Regions from separate parts of the Tachysurus fulvidraco genome. Here region 1 is linked to region 2. A link is a contact called in public Hi-C data. All regions are on one chromosome and are shown on one strand. Each heading gives the region's core, a stretch centred on a gene start, on an enhancer-like site or on the middle of the called end of the contact. The rest is flanking DNA. Distances are from core to core; before and after follow the strand shown. Region 1 holds the start of plxnb2b (plexin-B2b). Region 2 holds the start of tubgcp6 (gamma-tubulin complex component 6).

Region 1 (5,608 bases), core at 315-2,814, 140 kb after region 2:
CAGAACTAACACGCACATAAAAAGGAGCTTTTCTATCATCTTCTGCACACACACACACACACACACACACACACACACACACACACACACACAAAGAAATAAGCATGCTATGAAACCAGAACCAGGACGCAGCTGATGGACAGTAGTAACTTTATGCTCACGGTCAGTGAGACTAAAAGAGGATGGTCTGATGAAGGATGAAATCATTTGTTCTTCCTAAAGCAGTACACACGAATAAATGTACACTGTCTGAAATGTTTTTATTTGATTCCATTTTATTGGAAAGAAGAGCTTTTAAGCTTTTACACACCTTCTTCTTGTATGTATAAAAAAAAATTGCCTTTAAAAAATGAGCATGAGACTGCAAGCTCTGGGTGTTCCTTGCTGGATGTGATGCTATTGAGAATTCATCATCCAAATGGACTCCTAGAAATATCTGAGAGACAAACTTGGTGTATTATTCTGAATGCATGTCCATAAAACTGAAGTAAGTTTGATTATAGAAAAAGACCACACACAACACTCAACACTCAGAACGCTGCTGTACAGAATAGTGGGAGAGTTTATTCAGGGAAACGGAGATTAAACGGTGTGTTTTAGAGCCAAACGCGAAGAGACGCCAGCTGTTGGACGCATTGTTTCCAAATCAATTACGGCGTGACCACGTCCCAGTTGATCTATAAACCAATCCCCATTACTCTGCCAGCTTATATCTACATCGGGTGAATAAATACAACACAATAAACAGGAAGCCGCCCAACATGGCAACAATACACGCGCGCGAGAATGACCCTTAACGCGCAGCGGTGACGACCGGGTCCTAATGATGCGCGAGACTGCTTTTTGTCTGTCTGTCTGTCTGTCTGTCTGAGATGCTCTGCTTTCACATGTTTCATCCGATATAGCTTTCAGACAATCTCGCATCGTCTCACACTCGCCTTGTTCTTTCTTAACTTGCCCGCTTGCGTAAACGACGTGATTAAACCGCGCGCCTCCGACACTTTCCTTCAAAACACAACAACAACAACAACAACAACAGAAAAGCGCGGAATAGTATCGTTTGTTTCGGAAACACACACGCGTGCGCTCGCGCGCGCACACACACACACACACACACACACGCCCCACTATACTCACCTTGGAAGAATCGGTAGGAGCGGAACAAACAGGTCCAGACAGCGGCTTTGGTTTTAAAAAAATGCAAACAAACAAATAAAACGAGAAATAAATTCCCCCAAAGTGACGCCAACGCAAAAAAGTTTACATCTTACTTTTGCAGAGAGAATGGCAGCATTTGGCACACACCGCGTTCAGAGCTGAACCTCCCATTCAACAAAAAATGCATCGAGGTAAAATAACTGTCAGTCTTTCTCCACGCCCAGGTAGCGGGTCACATGACGCGTCCAGGTGTGCACGTTGTCTGTGTGTGAGTGTGTGTGAGTGTGCATGCGTATGCGTGAGTGTGTGTACCGAGGGAGGCGAGACCTGCTCGCATCCACATCCGGGCTACACGCCGTTAACGTAGCCTACATGGAGGCGAAGTGTAGCCTGCTGCTATGAAAACAAGACGGTGGGGGCAGAGAGAGAGAGAGAAAGAGAGAGAGAGAGAGAGAGAGAGAGAGAGAGAGAGAGAGAGAGGCGGGGGGGGGGGTTCTGAGAGGAAGGGAAAGGAGAGTATGTGAAAGGATGGGAGGGAGGGAGAGACAGAGAAAAATGAGTGTAAGAGTGAAAGAGAGAGCCTGAGAGGGAGGATAGGTTATGTGAGATGAAGGGAGAAAGAGAGTCTGACTGTGTGTGTGTGTGTGTGTGTGTGTGTGTGTGTGTGTGTCTGTGAGAGAGAGAGAGAGAGAGAGAGAGAGAGAGAGAGAGAGGGAGACTGTGTGTGTGTGTGTGAGAGAGAGAGAGAGAGAGAGAGAGAGAGAGAGAGAGAGAGAGGGAGATAGTCTGACTTTGTGTGTGAGTGAGAGAGAGAGAGTCTGACTGTGTGTGTGTGTGTGTGTGAGAGAGAGAGAGAGAGAGTCTGACTGTTTGTGAGAAAGAGAGAGAGAGAGAGACATCTACGATCCCTTTTCTCCTCCCATTTCTGGTGAAGAGTGCTGGAAGAGATGTAACCGATAGAAGATGCAAACAAATTAAGCTCTATCATGGAAAACATGCGAACAAGCTCTCCTTTAACACTCACTGTTCTGGAGGAGCTGATGAGTGGCCTTTTAGCTTGTAGTCTATTGCGCTTCTTTATCTCACCCTCTTCCTGCTCTTCATGCAAAATCACTTGATGCATAATGGCACAAAAATGAGATTAGGGTTTTGCTCTGAACAAAGTTCTTTGAAAGTGTTCTCCAAGTGTTTGTCCAGACTCAGACTTTAACACTAATCACTCCTCCATTCATCTGTTCATTCATTTATCCCCAGTAACCCCCTTTATCCTGTTCAGAGTTAAGTCATATCCTGGTAACGCTGCAGGAATGTTACTAATCAATGAGTTATTCATCTGAGTTCTATTTGAATTCAAGTCATGCTGCATGACTTCATATTAAGCATGTCTTAACAAATCAGCCATTTAAACCTGAACCTCTGATTAAAATATTGACTTGGGATTTATTCTGATTATCCACCATGAAGGATTTGCCCATGAGATCAGTCACATCGTGATTTTTCTATCCTTTTTAAGGAGAAAACTTGAACATGTTTTCGTAAGCCACGCTACAAATACTTCAATTTAAGAAACATCATCTGTAAATGTGAAACGAATTCTTAAGTAATTGGGCGCTTATAATAATGGAGCAACAGGAATAAACTGTACATCTGAAACCAGTCTTTATCTGTTCTATAACACTTTTACAGTGTTCTGTATTTTGATCCTGATCCTATCTGGCAAATTTACACCGCTTTCCTCGTTGTTATGATCAGCAAGTGTCTCACCAGCAATTTTTTCCTCTTCACTAGTTTACAGTCAGCCAAATTAAATCTGCTGCCTCAGACACCTGTCAGTTAAGTTAACAGCCTGGGAGGGACCGTCTAACCATAATGGGACAGTGAAAAGTTGATCTCTGTGAGTGAAGAGCAATTTATTGCACCATTCTTTGCCTCACGGTGTGGTTGTAAATATGAAGTTTGCAATCAATATTTTTTGGCACAAATGTATATCACACACTGAGTTCATGCTGTAGTTATTGATTACAGAGCTACTTCTTTAGGAGTTATCACTCTGTCACCTCCCTACACATTTATCCACACAAACCCCCCAGCTCTCTCTGTCTTTTCTCTCGGTAAGGTGGAGACTATATTCAGACCTTAAAGAAATCCATGCATTTAGATTATTTCATCTTACTTTCAGTTTATCTTCCTCCCTTTTAATTACATAAATCTCAGTTAGACTACTATTACTATACAGATACTACCGTATATAAGATATTACTAAATGCTAAACAGAGTCATTTCTCAGGATTTTCTATTTATTTATTTATTCGTTTGTTTGTTTGTTTGTTTATTGGATTTTTTTTACTTTCTAGACTTGAGTCAAATTGAGGGGGGCACGGTGGCTTCGTGGTTAGCAAGTTTGCCTCACACCTCCGGGGTTGAGGGTTCGATTCCCGCCTCCGCCTTGTGTGTGCAGAGTTTGCATGTTCTCCCCGTGCCTCGGGGGTTTCCTCCGGGTACTTCGGTTTCCTCCCTCGGTCCAAAGGAAATCTCTTGAAAATTGACCGTAGTGTGTGAGTGAATGAGAGTGTGTGTGTGTGTGTCCTGCGATGGGTTGGCACTCTGTCCAGGGTGTATCCTGTCTTGATGCCCAATGACGCCTGAGATCCCTGTGACCAGAGAAGTTCGGATAAGCGGTAGACACAGAGAGAGAGAGAGAGAGAGAGAGAGAGAGAGAGAGAGAGAGAGAGAGAGTCAAATTGAAACCTGGAATGTTCAGGCCCAAGAATTCTCAGCATTCCTAGATTAAGTGAAGCTTTAGATGATTAATTCTGAAGTTTATTCTCTTCATGTATAGGGAACAGGCTGTATTCCCACATTAGAGTAAATGCATTTTAAGGATAGCATGAGATTTTGTTTCTTTATTCCACTTTTAATGCAAAGCTTTAATTCACTTTTTTATTTCCTGCACCACATCAATTATAGTTTATAGTCACAGAAAAACACAGAATATCTTAACATATCAATAATTAGACTTAGTAAATAATTCGACTTCTCACAACCTTTAATCTTGTTATTTTTCCAAATCGCTAGAAAACATCCAACATAAAATTTCCAGTGAGTAAGTTGTTACTACTGAATTTCCAAAAATGGATTAAAATGAATGCATGAATATAAACCTGTGAGTTTGTCTTGCAGCCATACTACGGTGAGAGCTGCACTATAAAAAAAACAGCATCCTCTGACCAATCAGACAGTGTTGTGATATCACACAGTTTACCCCAGCACTGTTGAATTCTCAGATCAGAAGGTGTTAATGAATTTTCTATAACAGCACATCTCTGATAAGCTATAACATATAATAATAGGAGATTAATGCGCTCTGTTTACATGATTGTTTCTGGGTTAACAGCTTATACACAGGGACCTGTATTCCATACTATCTAAATAATCTAAATATAATTATAAATGGATTTAAATATAGTGAATAATGCATGGAAGTTTCACCCACAGGAAAGTCTTCAGTAACAATGTGTTTTCCATTGTTTTGGTAACGTGCAAACAATTTTGTTCTCGTTCGTTTAAATGAACATAAAAATCTCTCTGAGGTTCTTCCCCAAATTGTTGCCACAAAGACGGAAGCACAAAATTGTATAGAATGTCACTGTATGATGTAGCTTTAAGTATTTCCCTTCACTGTAACTAAGGACACTGGGCACAAAGCGAGCTTCATGGAGACATGGTTTACTAAGTTTGGAGCCTTGGAGCTCTGAACTCAACCCTACTGAACACTGTTGGGATGAAATGGAACCACAGACATCAGTGTCTGATCTCACTAATGCTCATATAGCTGAATGAACACAAATCCCCACAGTCACGCTCCAACATCTAGTGGAAAGCCTTCCCAGAAGAGTTGCACATATTATAACAGTAAATAGGGAATAAATGTGAATCAGGATGTTCACCAATCACATATGTATGAGTGTCAGTTGTCCATAAACTTTTGGCCATAACAATGTGATATAACAATGAGTAAATTGCTAATAATTGAATTAGTCTTGTTTTAAAGAAGAATCTGTTTCTAGACCATAGCTTTATAGTTTTGTATAATAATACCCTGGTCAAGTGTATAACTTATAAACTGAGAATTCTAGCACCTTCAGAAAAGTCTCCTTTAGTGAAAGAACATTGCGTCACTGGGCATTTATCTGATCTGGCAGTGTTCTGGAGCCGGGTTGTGCACACTGTTACTGTGGTGTGTAGTAAGTGATTTATGGTTATGCAAATTCAGTTGTCTGGGCAGAGAGTGGGTACTGCCCCAATGACTTATGGGAAAACAGAGACTGACAGCCCTGAGTCAGGCTCATTGTGCTGAAGCAGCTGGAAACAAGCTGGCCAGAAGGATGGACTGATAGAGAGAGAGAGAGAGAGAGAGAGAGAGAGAGAGAGAGAGAGAGAGAGAGAGAGA
Region 2 (5,437 bases), core at 1,878-4,377:
AGGAGCCGATTGCTCAGAATGACCATAGTTTGGCTGTCTCTACACTTCCTGCATTAGATTCCTCATATTTTAATATAATTACTGAATGAATAAATGAGTGAATGAATGAATGAATCATTGGAAGATTTTGGGACAGAGAAAAAGCTTTTATTGTTTATGTTCTTAGGTCCTAACAAAAAAAAACTTATCACTTATGTTTGCACTCTTCCTCTTCTACACCACTGCGACTATGCAAGCAACATCCCCCTGTGACATCAACTGCGACAAATACAGCAACAAATCACAAATCCCAAAGCCAAAAAGAACTGGCCTGATCAAGCTTCAGGGTCTCACCCGTATATTGAGTCCCGTGACATCTGCATTACTGGGCACTGGTGGCAGGTCGAGCCGGACATCTAAATCCGTTGTCCTCGAGTGCTGCAGCGCTCCAAACAGAGACAGCCTAGTGTCTCTCTCGAATCTCTCCTCTCCTTCCAGCCTTCTCTCCAATCCAAACAGTCCGGTCCCTGGTGGAGCGTCCAGTATGCTAAGAGTCCTGCAAACCCCTCTGAGCTCTCCCCACTCCTCCTCACACACTAGAGCCCATGTCCTACTCTCCAGCCTCTGCAGCTCCTCGCTGAGGTAACCAGACAGCGGAGGTCTGCGCAGCACAGGCCGCTCACGCCGCATGCAGTCCATGCTGAACGAGGATACGGGGGGAGGACCTGAACCCGCCAGCTGTGCCAAGAGCTCCAGCACTGAGTCCAGTTCAGTCAGACCAGAGGAGTGGCCCGCTTTACGCAGCTGCCCCAGCAGGCCCTCAAGCCTCTCTGCATCCTCGGCACGACCCGAGACACGCAGGTCAAAGGAGATCATAAGCATTTTGTTGTAAGGTGGTGTGCAGGCTAAAGCGCTCGTCATCGACGATGTGGGTTTGGATGAACTGTCCTGGAAAAGTTTGGAAAGCAGCATGGCATAGGCACGTCTACGGAGGGTGCGGTGGAGCGATGCACGAGGGACACCACTGAAAGTGCGGCGCTTCCATGACACTCCGGACAAGCTGCGATCACACAGTGCAGACAGGAGACCTGTAATGCTGCTGTTGCTCATGGGAACAGAGGACATCTCTGATATACCACGTTTACTGTACATGATGACGTCCTCAGTGTACGATGTAACCTGCAAGACGAAATACTTTATTAATAACTTCAGTGGAATACAGTATACAGCTAAACTTATGTGGACCCCTGACTCATCACAGCCATAAGCTCCACACTTCTAGAAGACTTCCACTAAATTTTGAGAGGATTAGTGAGTTCAGACACTGATGTTGTAAGTGAGGAGGTCTGGGGTTCAGTCAGGGTTCCAGTTCATCCTCAAGGGGTTCATTTGGGTTGAGTCAGACTCAGGGCTCTGTGCAGGACACTCAAGATTTTAACTCCAACCTTAACACCCCATGTCTTCTTGGTCATGCTGGAACAGGGTTGGAGTCTCAAATTTCCAGTAAAGAGAACGTTTAATGTTACAACAGTCATTGTGCACAATTGTGTGCTTCCACCAGTTTGAGAAGAAACACCTATGGGTGCCCACATACGTCTGACCATAGAAGTGTAGCTAGTATAGACAGAGGATACTGAAGCAGCAGCACACGTCCTCTGAATATTGCTTAGTTTTTGTGCAAAATAAAAAGAATAACTGAATGAAATTTTATTTAAACTGAAATGAATGTTACTGTATTACTGCTTTAGCAGGTTGATTTGCCAGCTGGTTAACTGGTCACTTTTAAGTCTTATCTTACAATATAGTAACCATAGTGTTTTTAATCAGAAAGATTTCTGTTACATAAATGGTTTATGATGTGTGTGTGTGTGTGTGTGTGTGTGTGTGTGTGTGTGTGTGTGTGTGTGTGTGTGTGTGTAAATACTGAGAGAGTAAGGGCTGTGATTTTTAACATGTTTTATATGGCCAAACTTTTGGACACCAAAACTGTATAGAATGACTGTGTATGTTGTAACATTACAGTTTCTCTTCACTGAAACTAAGAGACTCAAACACACATCCAGCATGACAATGTCCCTGTGCACAAAGCACAGAGCTCCATGTAGACATGGTGTGTTAAAGTTACAGTGAAGAACTGGAACGTCCTGACTTTGACTCAACCCCACTGAACACCTTTGGGGTGAACTGGAACACCGGTGTCTTGCACATCAGTGCCTGGTAAAAGGACCAAACAATTTAGTGGAAATACTTCCTAGAAGATTGGAGGTTGTAATAACAGCAAAATATTGGGCCAAGTCCATATTAATGCCCATGGTTTTGTAATAGAATGTTTAATGGTCAGGCTTGTAGAGACAAACACACAAACAACACACACACACAAACAACACACACACAAACAACAGACACAACACACAAACACAATCACAAAAAACACACAAACAACACACACACTATCACAAACAACACACACACAATCACAAACAACACACACACAATCACAAACAACACACACACAATCACAAACAACACACACACAATCACAAACAAAACACACAAACAAACAAACAAACAAACAAAACACACGCGCGCGCGCGCTCCTAACCCTGGTCTTAGTGAATCCCCTGTCCTACAGTACACATTTTAGGTAAAGCACTGAGGGTTGTTCAGGACCAGATCTGGGAAATGAACTGTAGTCAACAGTTAAAGACAAAAGTGCATGAAGGACAGACTTACACCATCAGGCTAACACACATGACATGCTAAATGCTAACATGAAGGCTATGTGTTACTTCGCTCTGAGCGACATTAATGATCCGAATGAAATGATTCCTGCAGTAATAAAGGATAATTAGCTGTGATGTGCAGTGATGTGTGTTTGTAGTAGACGAACCGCAGCACTCCTGGATTATACAGCTGTAGCAGTGCAGCGTTGTTATGACTGCATCCGTTAGTCTCCTGGTACTCATTGTTAAAACCGGAAAACGCCAATCCTGTAAACCAGTTAACTAGAACTCCATGGGATTTATATGGAGTTACATACAACTTATAAAAATAAATTATTCTTATTGTTCATGAATAGAAAAAATACACAAACAGTCTCTAGCTCCTGTCATTTGCCTTGGTGACCGCGCTGGATTCAAAAAACCTGCCCACAAACTGATCTGATTGGGTAAAATTCAGTGTTTTGAGCTGCCATTGGCTGATTGTCGTGGCTTAGAAAGTATCACTTCCGGTAAGAGAGCCCGCCTCCTATGAACGCTATCATGTGGTTTTATTTATTTGTTTTATTTTAATTAAATAAAACGAATTAAAAACGATTTAAATAAACACACAAACACACACATACTCACAAACACACATACTCACACACACATTTTCGGTTTAGCAGAAAACGTAAACTCCATTCAGATTATATAATCCATATAGATCTGTGTATAAATTGTATATGTAAAGGTATATTTCTGGTGAATTTCAAGTTGTTTAAGTATATTAAATGTAAAGCGATAAAAAGTACTAATATTATAATCATTTACCAGTAAAAATTTATTTAAAAAAAACATTCAAAAGCACCACAAAATACTTTAATCAATGCAAAGGTTTCTCTAAAACCCGAGGCGACAAAGCTACGAATTAAAAAGTCTTAATAAAGGTCTTTAATACAACATTGCTGCAAACAGTTAGATTCCTGACATATCGGATTATTATTTTGATCGATTGTTTTTAGTTTTCTGAGGTATTTATTTGAGTTAATGACAACGCAAAATCTTCAATCGTTCTTAAAAAGCACTTTTAAGCTTTTTTCTTTTTTATATACTGTATTTAGTTGGAACGATTGACATGTCCTACTTAAAAATAGTCCTACTTAACAATCCTATATAATAACTGAAATGAAATATGTTTTTGAAAATTACAAAATAATTTGAATATGCAGAAGAATGGGATGGCAAGCTTCTCTTTAAAAGCCAAGTCATTTGATATAATATTCATGTAGTAAAATTCCATAAAATGTCATATTTAATTTTTTTTGGATGGTAAACTCCCTGAAAATCGGAATGAAGGATCGATATGTATTACTGTTTATTATATATATATATATATATATATATATATATATATATATATATATATATATATATATATATATATAAAATCCAATGGGTTTCTGTAAGCTTTCCAGATACTGAGCATCTCAGGGGTTTTTTTCTTCCTAAAAAGTGCAGTGGTGGCTCAGTGGTGCAGGTGCTTGTTTATTTCTCAGAAGGTCAGGGTTCAAGCCCAAAGACATCTGTTGGGCCCTTGAGCAAGCCTGTAAACCCCATCTGCCCCAGGTGTGCCCTATCATGTCTGACCCTGGCTTCCAACAAGATAAGCAAAAAAATAATAATTTCACTGTGCTATACTGTATGTGACAAATAAAGGCTTCTTCCTCTCCCACTCATGACCAGTGGTTGTTTTCTCTACAGCTTTAACTTGACAGGAGCAATGCTAGCAGCACACTTCTCAGAGAAACAGCAGACAAATGTGGTCTCTTTTTTGGCATCAGATTAAGTAAAGTAAAACTTTTCAAAACAACATTGCAGAAGTCCAGCTTGGTCACGGCTTTCAGCTTTGCTCTACTCATGGACGCTCACTGACACTCAGATCACTACTCAAAGCAAGAGAAAGAGTGAAATCACCAAAAAGATATATCATATGTCATACATGAGACCACCAGGCTCAGGGGTGGTCTGCTAGCCAAATATATTCTGTACGCATCACCTCTATTCCAGTGCAGATTCCCACTAAACCACACCCCAACCTGCTGCAATTACCTTCAGCAAGAGGAGCCCAAGTTCTAACTTGCTGGAGGCATAACACATTTCTAACGAGAGAAGTCTACTTGGGGACTGTACCCCATCAAAGGGGCTACACCAATGTCTGCCTTACAGGCTGGAGAACAGCATAGTACCACAGAGCATAGGAGGTCACCCGGTGTAAGATCAGAACACATCAAGCAGCTAGATTTGAGGGTGGTCAGTCCTGCCTTCAAAATCTTTTTTGGCGGTTCACAGGTCAGTATGTGTTGGTCCGCTTTGTTGTTAGTTCCATCAACAGACAGGATGTGCAGCTCTCTCCTCAGGTAGGCTTCACCAACTGGCCTCACCATCCACTCTACTGCAAAATCTTACCATACTGTGCAGAATTCAGTAACTAGCTCATTCAGTACTACCCTTGGTTGACCTTGTTAGTCAGATGATTCCCAATGCCTCCAGCATGATGACTCCCAATGCCTCCAGCATGATGACTCCCACCACAATGCTTCACTGTAGGTAAGGTCTTATTGAGCAATAAACTCAATGAGCTCTGTCTTGTTTATAGGATAATTAGTCCCATTAGACCATAACACATTTTGCCACAGGATTTGGGGTATTTTATTTGGGCTATGGTGTTTTTTCCCCATCTAGTCTCCCTACCCCAT

What was found. A called contact is a pair of places that touch in the nucleus more often than the background predicts.
Region 1: a Hi-C map of muscle shows a contact between it and region 2, with 2.7 times the contacts expected there. The contact joins the promoter of plxnb2b here to the promoter of tubgcp6 in region 2. A contact is called at or near these places in 2 of 4 Hi-C or Micro-C datasets (muscle and ovary).

What each region holds. Positions count from the first base shown.
Region 1 is chr10:7,335,280-7,340,887 of HZAU_PFXX_2.0, forward strand. plxnb2b (plexin-B2b) reads right to left here and starts at 1,565. Exons shown (of 36, transcript XM_047819372.1): 1 at 1,138-1,565.
Region 2 is chr10:7,192,548-7,197,984 of HZAU_PFXX_2.0, forward strand. It overlaps tubgcp6 (gamma-tubulin complex component 6), which reads right to left and starts at 3,128. Exons shown (of 26, transcript XM_047819260.1): 1 at 2,870-3,128; 2 at 334-1,158. The coding sequence starts at 1,131.